Linked DNA regions of Mus musculus: region 1 is linked to region 2. Evidence: chromatin contacts called from public promoter capture Hi-C data. All regions are on one chromosome and are shown on one strand. Each heading gives the region's core, a stretch centred on a gene start, on an enhancer-like site or on the middle of the called end of the contact. The rest is flanking DNA. Distances are from core to core; before and after follow the strand shown.

Evidence for each region. Promoter capture Hi-C pulls out the DNA fragments that hold promoters and counts their contacts.
Region 1: a contact with region 2 is called in a promoter capture Hi-C map of stem cell-derived epiblast-like cells, with 2.8 times the contacts expected there. The contact joins the promoter of Kcnip3 here to the promoter of Ap4e1 in region 2.

Annotation. Positions count from the first base shown.
Region 1 is chr2:127,517,955-127,523,502 of GRCm38.p6, forward strand. Kcnip3 (Kv channel interacting protein 3, calsenilin) reads right to left here and starts at 3,438. Exons shown (of 9, transcript NM_019789.4): 1 at 3,284-3,438. The coding sequence starts at 3,298. The region is part of intron 2 of Gm35478 (a long non-coding RNA gene); the gene reads left to right.
Region 2 is chr2:127,004,643-127,010,488 of GRCm38.p6, forward strand. Ap4e1 (adaptor-related protein complex AP-4, epsilon 1) reads left to right here and starts at 4,069. Exons shown (of 21, transcript NM_175550.3): 1 at 4,069-4,258. The coding sequence starts at 4,112.

The DNA of each region.
Region 1 (5,548 bases), core at 2,188-4,687, 510 kb after region 2:
CAGAACAGCATAGGGGGCTGAGCCCATCTGGGGCGAGGAAGGGGTTATGGTCATATCCTAGACCCCAGTGGGAAGGTGGAGGAGGCCCAGAGAGGGACAAGTTTGCCTCAGAGGCATGGGGACAGAGCCCTAGCTAGAACTGAGTTTCCTGAGACCACTGCCCTGAGTGCCTGTCTGGAAAGAGGCCTTTTCCACAAGATCAGGAGAAGACATGTCACCAGGGAAAAGGATTTCATCTTTGTCCCAGAAGTCACCCATAGTCTGGAAGCATGGGAAGGCAGGGGTGATGCCCTCAGCCTAGCCTCTCTGCTCAGCCTCTCTGAGTGTGAGTGGAGCACAAGCCTGACCAAAGGATAGAGTGCTGAGATAGCCCAGAGTGGGAGAGGCCAGGGACAGGCCCCTCTTGGCTGTCCTCCTGCCTGTTAGCTCTCCCTGCTCTGACTCTGGCACTGTCACATGGCTGCTCTGTGGCGTTCTAGGATGTGGGCTGATCACAGCTGACAGATGCACCTGTTCAAGGGAGGGGGAGAACATCAGTCAGCTGGGAGCTGGGGGGAGTCGTGAGTCACCCACGCTGTGCACACATCCTGCCTGGGGCAGGGCTGGTCAAGGCTGATGCTTTCCCCTTTTCCCTCCTTTGCTTTCCCTATGAAAGCCCTCACAGAAGCCATATCAGGGAGCTTGCAACATCCCCTGAGAATCCCAGTGAGGACCAGGGCGCTGAGGGAGCAGAGGGTGCCCCTCACGCCAGCCTGGTTTATCCAAACAGCTTCCACTTTGGGGGAAGATGTGACTAAGAGAAAGGGACTGGACTGAGTTGAGCTGAGTTGGTAGAATGCTTGTCTGGTGTGTGTGAAGCCCAGGGATTAAGCCCCAGCATGAAGTGGGTATGGTGGCAGACACCTGTAATCCCTCCCCTCAGGAGGCAGAGGCAGGGGATCAGAAGTTCAAGGTCATCCTATGGTCCCTAGCAAAGCCTGCTTGGGCTATGAGAAACAGAAAAGGAAGAGAATGGGGGGAGGGGGGGACGACTTCAGGTTCTTTCCTTTTCATGTCTGGATCCACAGCCAAGCAAGGGGAAGTAGGGGCTAATGCAGTCAGGGTCATGACTGGGGCAGAGTCCCTAGTGCCATTGAGTGACAGGCTAAGAAGGCACAAATAGTCTCCAGTCAAACCTCCTTGGCTGCCTGGTTAAAGGCACACCTCTGTCCCCTGGAGTCTGCGCCTATCACTCTCCACCGGACACCCTCACCTAGAGCTTGGTGTCTGTGCTGCAGAAGGCAAGACCGCTCAGATCCAGTCTCAACACTGCATGCAGTTCAGGACCCACCTCTGTTCCTCACCTATAGAGTAAGAACAACACCAAGTCCTGGGTGCGCTGCATGAGGATAACGGTTTAGGAGGGGAGGTCCTGTCTGTGCTCAGTTACCGCTTCTGCAAACAGGGCAAATTAAGGTCAGACTTGCAAGAAGCTGGGGAGGCTCCCAGAGCCAAACTGACCCAGTGTCCACTTTACCACCTCTGAATCTGGATGCTGCTGGCTCTCTCCTCCCAACACAGGGTTTGGCCAGGAGGCCTGGCATTGTGGTCAGTGCCCACTCTGCAGGGCCAAATGAAAGCTACTAAAGGGACGGCTAGGGTATGGTGAGAAGGCAGGGACAGAACTGGGTCAGCTAGTGACTGTGACAAGTGTGGCCATCTCCCAGCCTATGTTAGTTGCTGTCCGTCCTGCTACCTCCATAATCTCCTACTGGTAGGGGACAGTAGGGACTTTATCCAGCTCCACTGTCACTGTGGTGCTGGCTTCCATCTTGGGCCAAGCTACACATGGAAATCCAGGGGGCAGCCATAAGCCTAATGAGTTCCATGAGTGCCCAGGAGCCAATGGTGGGCACAGTGGAGGCCACAATGGCCAATAGAACAGCCAAGTGGACTATGGGACTCTGACCTCACACTCTGCTCATCTGGTAGGGGAGTAGTGGTTAAGGACCCAGGAAGAATTCTGGGAATTAGAGCCACCAGAGATGGGTAAAGGGAAGGGGGCTATGCTATCCCCTGCTGATGGACAGTGCCAGCTGTGTGCAGGTCTATGCACACATGGCTGTAGAACTCCCTGTATCTGTGGACACACAGAGTCACGTTGCTGGGCTCTGTGAGGGAGGGGTACAGTCATAGGGTATCTGTGTGTCCAATGTCTGTAGATGCACACAGCTTCACCTATCATCTGAGTGTGGATGTGAGTCTGGGACAGAGAGCTGTTTATGCTTCTGCTGTGCCAGTCCAGAGCTTTCTAGAGACAGGTGTGACAAGAGAGAAAGTACCTTTCAAGGTACCCTGCCCTTGTGCTCAAAGGGCTTTGTTCCATCTGCAGATCCTTCATGGTATTCTGGGAACTGGACCAGAGGACAGGGATAGTAACCTGGACTCTGGGGCAGAATGGCCTGAAATCAGTCTCCAGCCCTCTCTGGGCTGCTTGCCCTCATTGGGAGTGGGGCAGGAAGACATCTTTTGGGAAGAAAGACTGTAAGATGCCAGCCCAATATCTATTTTTTTTTTTAAATAAGACCTTGATTTCCTTATTTGGGGCATTCAACCGGACCTGGATCTGATCCTTTCTCCCCCTAAGCAAGATTACCCTGGACTTGTGTGCGGCATCCAGGTCAGACTTTCTGAGGGTCGGTGCTAAGCTGGAGCACACCTTTTGTTTTTTTTTTAATTTTTTTTTTGTCTCTCTTCTTCCCCTCACCTGGCTACTATTTCTTGAACTTTGTACCGGGTGCCTCTTTGCCTCCCCTCTCTCTCCATCCCCCAACAGCTCCACAGAGGCAGAGATGTTTGTGATTTTATTAGGGGTCTCATAGTGCTTTAAGAAGAAGGGGGGGTCTTCATTCATTCATTGATGGATTACTTGAAAGCTTTGCCCGTTGGCTTGCCCACACACATAAGACATCCTTTTCCATGCTCCTGTGTCTCACTAAGATCTATGAGGCTAGGGTCAGGGTCAGCTACCCCAGCCCCTGCCCCAAGGACCTAACTGAACAGGACCAGCCATGGAGCTAATTTCAAGCTTCTCTTCTGTCCACAGACACCCAGAGCCTCTTCCATCCAAAGGCCACGGGATTCCAGCCTCCCAGGCAGGAATGCTCTGAACAATTACTTTCCCTTATATGGATTAGCGAGAGTAGGGGCCAAGGACCACTGTGAAAATACTCTCTAGTCAAGACCAACATCAGAGCCCCACCTTCCCCAAGTCCAGGCAAGTCCTCAGCCCCTCAGCGCCTACCTTGGTCCTCTGCATCTCTGCTGCTGAAAGGGACCGTCACTAATCTTCCCGCTTTGCAGCCCGAGCAAGCCAGACTGCTTGGTCCGGCTGGCAGCTGCCTCATGTTTGCTTGGACCCAGACGCAATTGTCACTGGAGGTTTCTCTCCCGCCCCCTGCCCACTCCTTCCACCCTCCCTTCCTTCCGAGTCTTAGCTCCACCTCTCTTCCTCTGCCTCTTCCCTCCCCCTCTTATCTCCCCCCTCCTTCGCCTCCATCCTGACAACCTCCAGTTTCTCTTTTTCCTGTGCTCCTAGTCCTGGCCTCTCAGCCTATCTGGCCCCCAACCCCCCTTGCTTAGTTAGGCTCAGGGTCTGTCCCTGGTTCTCATCTCCCTCTAGTACAGGGTCTGTTCCTACCCTTCCCAGTCACAGGGATAGAAGGGAGGGTACTCCACCACCAGTCCCTGCGCAGGACAGAGAGGAGCCCTTGGGATTACGTCACTAAGGTAACACCTGGGGTCCTAACACCTCTTGTTGCTCTCCCCTATCTGTTAGTCACCTCTGTGCGACCCCTCATAGGCCTTGCTGTATGAAAACCTTCCAAGCTGGAGCGAGCACTTCACACTTTCCCAGTTTCACTGTCCTTTGACTTGAGGTTGGGACCAAATTCAGGCATTCAGAGCAACCACGGGACCTCCCCTAGATCTCCTGGCGTGGGACCTGGGGATGGAGAAGGGATCGAGGGTCCTGACCGTCCTCGGGAAGGCTCCTTCCTGCCCTGTGGGAGACAAGCTCTTGGGCATTTTCTAATGCCCAAGGGAATCCACCAGGAGCCAGGTACGGAGACCAGCGCCAAGTTTCCCTTTTTGGCGCCCGGAGGAGCCTGCCAGTGCCAGTAGTTCCCATGGAAACAGAGCCTGAGCCATCCCCTCTTTCCCAGAAAGCCCAGGAGCACTTGCTTGCCCTTCCTACCCTGTCCCACCCCCTTTTTATTGAGTCAGCCAATTAGCGGCAGCTGCTAGACCCTCCCCGGGCAAAACCCTGGGGCTGTTGATCCCGAGGCAGGAAAGCTGTCCCCAGAGGGGAGGGGACAGTTCTGCCATCTGCACAGCAGGACTTCACTCCGGGCAAGAGACTCTCCCACAGAGGGCTCTCTGGGAAAGAGGACGACAAGGGTCCCAGAGGCTCCGGGGTCAGTGCCAATCTTCCAAACTGACTTGGCATTAGGCAAATTCCCATAAGGCCTTGGAGTGGCATAGTGGGCTTAGAAGAAAAGGGTCATTATCCCAGTCTATGTTAATGATGGCAAAACTCAGGAAAGCTGAGTCTTTACCTATCCAACAAAGCAGTATATCCAGACTGTGTTCACTCAGAGCCAGTTCTGGAGGAACTCTCTACCCACCAGTTACATGTCCACGATTCAGGAATCAAGCCCTGTCCTTACTTGTGGCATTTTTTGAGAGGCAGGGTTGTCTGAGCACTCCACTCCAAGTCAGTGCCTCTTTCTAGAGAGCCACAAGTCTCTGCTTGGCTCCCTTGCTGAGATTCCACTCCTCTGATAGGAGCTCCTTGGGAGTAACAGGCTGTGGCAGAGCCAGCCTAGAACAGAACCCTTCCGTCCTGGGCCTACCAGGGAGCCAGCAACCTCCCCAGCCCTATCCAGCAGGCCCTCCTCATAAAACGTATGAATGGGCATCTGTGCCCTGCCAGGAGCCTCAAGTCACCTGACCCCCTTTCCTTGGGTCCTCTCAGACTTTCCCAGGGCCTGGGCATTGCTGGGGTCCTTCCAGGGTCTCTGGGAGATGGAGGAACGAAAAGGGCTGAAGCAGATCTCCTCAAGTGGACCTCAGCCTTGCTTTGCCACATGGGCACAGGCTGACTTCCCCTAAACTCTTGGAATTTGAGAAGATTGGGGGCCTGCTGACCCACAAAAAGGTTTAGGATGCTGAAGGAGGTCCAGTGTGGTTTGAAAACTGTTAGGGTGATGGATCTTGGCTGTGGCTTCCTCGGGTGGGCCGGGGGTGGGGTGGGGTACAGATTGCATGAGGAAGAAGGAGGGATAATTCCATATTTCAGGAGGCTGTTTTCTTCTTTGTATTATAACACTCGAAGACTCAGCTGTGGGCCACTACAGCTGACTGGAGCCCTTTCCTCCTATGCAAGAGAGAAACTCACAAAAACACAACCAAAGACCTTGGAGTCCTCTGAACCCTCCCCAGTTCCTGCTCAAGACCTCTCCCGACCAGACTCAATTATTTCCTCCTCTGGCCTCTCAGACTTAGCTCT
Region 2 (5,846 bases), core at 2,819-5,318:
TGCTTCCTGGATGTGGATGCAATGTGACCACCCAGCCTCATTGCTCTCGCCGCCATGCCTTCGCTGCCCGCTGCCACGGCTTTCCCACCACGAGCTACATGTGTCTGGAACTGTGAGCCAGAATAACTTTCTCCTTTAAACTTTTTCTGGGTGTTTATTATAACTGAAAAAGAAGAAAAATCTCACCTTTTTTTTTTTTTCATTCTATGCTTTTATTTAAATCTTAAAGTTTAGTACCAAAGCATACATATATTTCATTATATGATTCTCAGAGTAACCCTAAAGAGTCGAAATAAGGTTTAATTCATTTACTCAGACTCAGATCGGTAAAGGTCAAACATTTTGTAAGAGTGATGACTTCACCCCAAGTTTTCTGGTCCTAGTTTGGGGCTTTTATCACTTCATACTTTCAACATGAGAGATCCTGGAAGTTTCTGGAAGTTTCTCTGTCTTCCCCAGTTCTACCCTCCCTGCTCCAGGCTCCTTGCCTCTCAGGATCTTGCAGATGCCTCTGCATTCTTTTCTGGAAGAGGCGCTTCTTTTGGGGTTTTTTGTTTGTTTGTTTGTTTTGTTTTGTTTTGTTTTTTCCTTTTCTGAGGAGTGTAACCTTTCGTCCAGGGCTTGCAGCGATTTTGTTTCCTGATGGAATAATTTGTGAGTTACTGATTTTAAATTTTGTATCAGGGTTACTTCAGTTTGTGTGTTTGTGTGTGTGTGTGTGTGTGTGTGTGTGTGTGTGCTTTCTTACCCATGTGGGAGTCTGAGGACAGCTTGTGGGAGTCCTCCCCTTCCACCATGTGGGTTCTGGGGAGTGCCTTTAACCCACGGAGTCATCTCCCCAGCCCGAGGCCAAGCAGTTTTTAAAGCCCTGATTCTCGTTAGTCAGCACAGCCTCCAGATCCCCTCCGGTGGAACAGAACTTCCAGGGTTACTTTACTCCTGTTAGCTTAGCTTGATTCCCGGCTGAGCCCTGGCCTCTTTCTGTCCCACTCCGCACTGGGCATTCTAAATGGAGCTTTTTTCTTTTCCTCATCCTGGATCTTGTAGATGGTTAGGAAAAGTCCTTACAAAGACATCCTGGGCGCTGAGCTGCTAAGATGGGTGCGCATAGGAAGATGCTCAAAGAGCATAGAGTGCCCTAGGTTTTTTGGTTGTTGTTTTGTTTCTTCTTTTTTTTTTTTTTTTTTTTTAATTCTGTTTCTTTCTTAAGCTGCTTGGGGAAAAGCAAAAACAATTGTAGATTAAATCTCTTTACAGGTAGTTCAACTGGACTGTCTAAATACGCAGCGTGGAACAGAACATCGTTTCGTCTCACAGACCGTGGTTTAAACTACTTAGACAATATAAGCTGAGACACGGAAGACTTATAGCTAAATAGAGATTTTCACCACAAAGAATCTGCTGTAGAGGGATTTATCCAGTGAACACAGAACTCTTCCAGCGAATGCCAGGCTGATTCGGGTTGCACGGGGGAGTGGGGAACACTGTGGACACAGCCTCCAGGTTAGGAGTCAAAGCAGAGAAAACAAAATACAGGCAAAGTTCTGTGTGACGTGTGACTTGCTCACAGCGGGAGAGGAGATGAACAGCGTGTCTCACCCTGGGGCAGGCAAATGGAACCACTTCTTTCAGCTCTCCCTTTCTTCTCTGTACACGATTTATTTATTTTATTTTTATGTTTTTATGTGTGTGCCTATGTGTATGCATGTTCACCCCAGGTGTGCAGATGTCTTCAGAGACAGAAGAGGTTGTTGAATCCCCTAAAACTGAAGTTACAGGTGGTGTGAGTTGCCTTTGCTGAGAATTGAACCCCGGTCCTCTGCCACAGCTGCACCTGCTCCTAACTCTGAGCCATCTAATGCCTAAAAGCCATTTCTTTTGGCTGCAGCCGCTGCCTCTCCCCTGGAGAGCCCAATTTGGCTCTCCCCAATACACTTTCAGATTTCAGAGCAAGCTGATATTCCTCCAAGTAAATTTCCTCCTCTCAAGAAAGAAAAGTAAAACAAAAGGGACTTTGAGATTTCTGTTTTGTTGTTGTTGTTTTGGTTTTTTTTTCTTTGTTGTTAAAGAACCTGGACCTGAAATTCAATGTACATGAGTTATAGAGCCAAGAGCTGGGAAGTCTGAGTTAGGGCCAATGGCCGTTCCGCTGGCGCCCACTTGTGTATAACAATGGAACTTTTTGTAGTGGTTTTTGTTTTGTTTTGGGACAAAATCTCCAGACAGCCTTGGGCGGCTCTTAACTGACTATGTAGACCTAGATGCCCTCGAACTCACAGAGATCCACCTGCTTCTGCCTCCCAGCACTGTGATTAAAGGCCTGTTTGTGCCACTATGCCTGGCTGAAGTCCTAGGCCGAATTATTTATTTATTTATTTTTGGCTTTTGACGTTTGGAGACAGCGTTTCTCTGTATAGCCCTGGCTGGCTTAGAACTCAGAGATCCACCTGCTTCTGCCTTTTGAGTGCTGGGATTAAAGTGTATGCCACCTCATACAGCTCTAAATTGAATTCTTTTAAGCTGTCTAGACCCCGCTTCCGCAGTACCAAGGAATCACCTTGCCTATTGGCTCCCTCTCAGGTCACTGACCACCTCCTTGTGGTTTCTAAAGCTGTTCTATGGCCACGACCTACAGGTTTGGCATTTTTGAGCCTTTTAAGCTGTTGCATAATTTTCTAGCCAATTCAGTATGCTAATGAAAGCTGTGTAAGAAGTTTTAGTGCGGGGGTGGGTGGATATGGGGGACTTTTGGTATAGCATTGGAAATGTAAATGAGCTAAATACCTAATAAAAAATAGAAAAAAAAATAAATAAAAAAAAGAAGTTTTAGTGCTGCTTGAAAAGCAGGAACAACAGAGTTTTGCTTTTTATATAGCCTACCATGTCTCTGTTTCAAATGTGTAATTTTTCTTCCTTTAAACTTTGGTCCAAACAATGACCCTGTTTTACTGGCACCACAGCACAATTTGAAAAAGCTCTATTGGATAAGACGGACTAAGGGGGATAGTGAACATCACCCAGGCCAGGGGAAGGAAAGTTTCACTTTACTTTTTGGCAGTGTAGCCGCGTTCCTTTCACCCGAGTCAGAAATGTATCAGCTTTCCCCAGCATATTTTTTAGGTGGAAGAAAAAAATTGGGGGATGGGGAAAGTTAAGACAGGGTTTCATATAACTCAGGTTTGTTTTGAACTTGATATGGAGCCGGTGATGCCCTTGAATTTTCTTGCTCCTCCTTCCAGTCTCAAGGGCTGGGATTTCAGGCAACAACCACTACATGGCTGGAAAGTAAGTTTTCTAATTTAAACTAGTGAAAGGGCCTAAAGTTAAAAAAACACACACACACATACACACACACACAGTAAACAAAACTTTACGTAGGCATAAAATATTAAATTCTAAAGAAAATCTGTTTTAAATAATTTAAATATTGAGATTTTTCAATAAATTAAACTTTTTTAAAAAAAGATTTATTTATTATTATAAATAAGTACCCTGTTGCTGTCTTCAGACACGCAACAGAAGAGGGCGTCAGATCTCATTATGGATGGTTGTGAGCCACCGTGTGGTTGCTGGAATTTGAACTCAGGACCTTTGGAAGAGCAGACAGTGCTCTTACCCACTGAGCCATCTCACCAGCCCTAAACTTTATCTTTGCATAACTATTCTGTCAGGCAAACTTTTTCTTTTGTTGAGGTGTAGGTACAAGAACAACTTCAAGATTTAAGAAAAAAATTTCACTTATCACAGACAAAGTTTCAGAGATAAGAGCTCCTACAGGTGTTAAGAACACTATAAAGATGGTAGGTCAGGTTTGTAATCCCAGCACTTGGAGGCTGGGACAGGGGAATGGCACGAATTCATTAACCTTGGGAAGTTCGAGAAAATACAAGATCATGCACACACATTTCACCGCTAATAGAATGATCATGAACTTCATGTCTCCAGAGAACTCCTCTCTCCTCCTAGACTCGTGCGCCCCCAGGCGGTGTTTCCCGGAACTTCATCCTGCTCGTCCTGCTCCGGCGCGAATAAAGATTTCTTATTCAAAACGCCGGAAGTGACTACGGAGGCCGGGAGAGTCAGCGCGAAGTAGCCTCGTAGGGAGGCAGCGATGAGCGACATGGTGGAGAGGACGCTGACCGCACTGCCGGGGCTCTTCCTGCAGAACCAGCTGGGAGGACCTGCGGCCTCCAGAGCACCCTTCTTCTCCAGGCTGGGCGGCCTCATCCGTGGCGTCACTGCACTCTCATCCAAGCACGTATGCGGCGGGGTTGGCTGGGCGGGATGGGGTGGGGCGGCGGGGCCGGAGACATCGGTCCGCTGGATGGACGCAGCCGGGCGTCCGCCTCAAGTTGCCTGTACCGACCGACCTCAGGAGGCCGGCTTTCTGATTTGGAGGCCCGAAGACCCTCCGTGTGTTTTCTCATGGGGTGCTTTGAGGATTACATGAGCTGTCAATCGAGTGAAAAAAGCCAGTATGACCTAAAGCCTGAGCTATAGGCTCCTACCAAGTTTCTCCTCCCTGTTGAGATTTTTGTTTTGTTTTGATTTTTCGAGACAGGATTTCTCTGTGTAGCCCGGGCTGTCCTGGAACTCACTCTGTAGACCAGGCTGGCCTCGAACTCAGAAATCCGCCTGCCTCTGCCTTCCAAGTGCTGGGATTAAAGGCTTGTGCCACCACTGCCCGGCTCCCTCTTGAGTTTTAATTTTTCTATTTGGAAGCATCACGTACTCGGACAGACAACCCTCATTCCCACCCCTGACAGGGCTGTTAATCTTTGCAGAGCTTGAGGTTTAGTCTAGACCAACGGGTTGGGCAAAGACGCGCTTTGAAAACTAGTAGTTACTATAGAAGTTATTAAGTTCCCACGTACTTTGTATGGTACTGACTCAAAGCCTCAAGGAGTGTTTGTCTTAAAAACATAATATTGTGTCATACTTTCTTCAGCAAGTATTTATCAAGCACAACTATATGTTAAGTAATGAAAATAGCAAAACACTTTTCTGTCTATTTTCTGTCCATTTTAGACTTAACATAAATAAGTAACTACAGTGCAGTGTAAATGCCTGCAGCATGGAGAAGAGAAACAAGATGCCTTTAAAGGTTTAAAACGGGCTTGTGTTCTCACTGGAAGCTGGTGTGTGGCAGGGCTTGCTGAACATCCCTTAATCATTATTCGTGTACTTAACATCTCTTCGTGCTTTTCTGTTGCTAATTTGTATGAGAGGGCAAGTAAGTATTTTGTGTGTACATGTATGTACTGAGAGAATGTGTATGTGCTGGTATGTGAGGATGCACGGACCCACGGCACATGTATAGGCTTCCGAGAACAGCTTTGGGTCTTAGTCCTTACCTTCCACCTAGTAGGTGAGATCTCTCTTGACGCTTGTTTCTGTGTTGTATATTCAGGCAGGCTGGCTAGGGAGCTTCGAGTGTTCTGTCTCACCATAGGAGTGCAGGGATCACAGGTCCACCTCACCACACCCGGCTTTGTGCTTTTTACACATTGAGCCATCTGCCTCTGCCACCGCTCTGAAAAATTTAGAGAATATAGTTTTTTTGGCTTAGTTTGAAACTGCACAGACAGCCAGATGTGGTATTACTGCCAGATGTATTACTTCTAAGTTTTGTTTTGTTTTTAGATTTGTTTCAAAGTTGTGTGTGTGTGTGTGTTTATGGCATGTGTACATGAGTGCAGATGCTCTCAGAGTCCAGGAGAGTGTGTGTGATCCCTTGGAGCTAGACTTTTAGGCAATTGTGAGCCACCAGAGTGGGTGTGAGGAACCAAATTCTGTCCTTTGCAAGAGCTCTGTGTATTCTCACCTGTGGCATCTCTGCAGCCCCC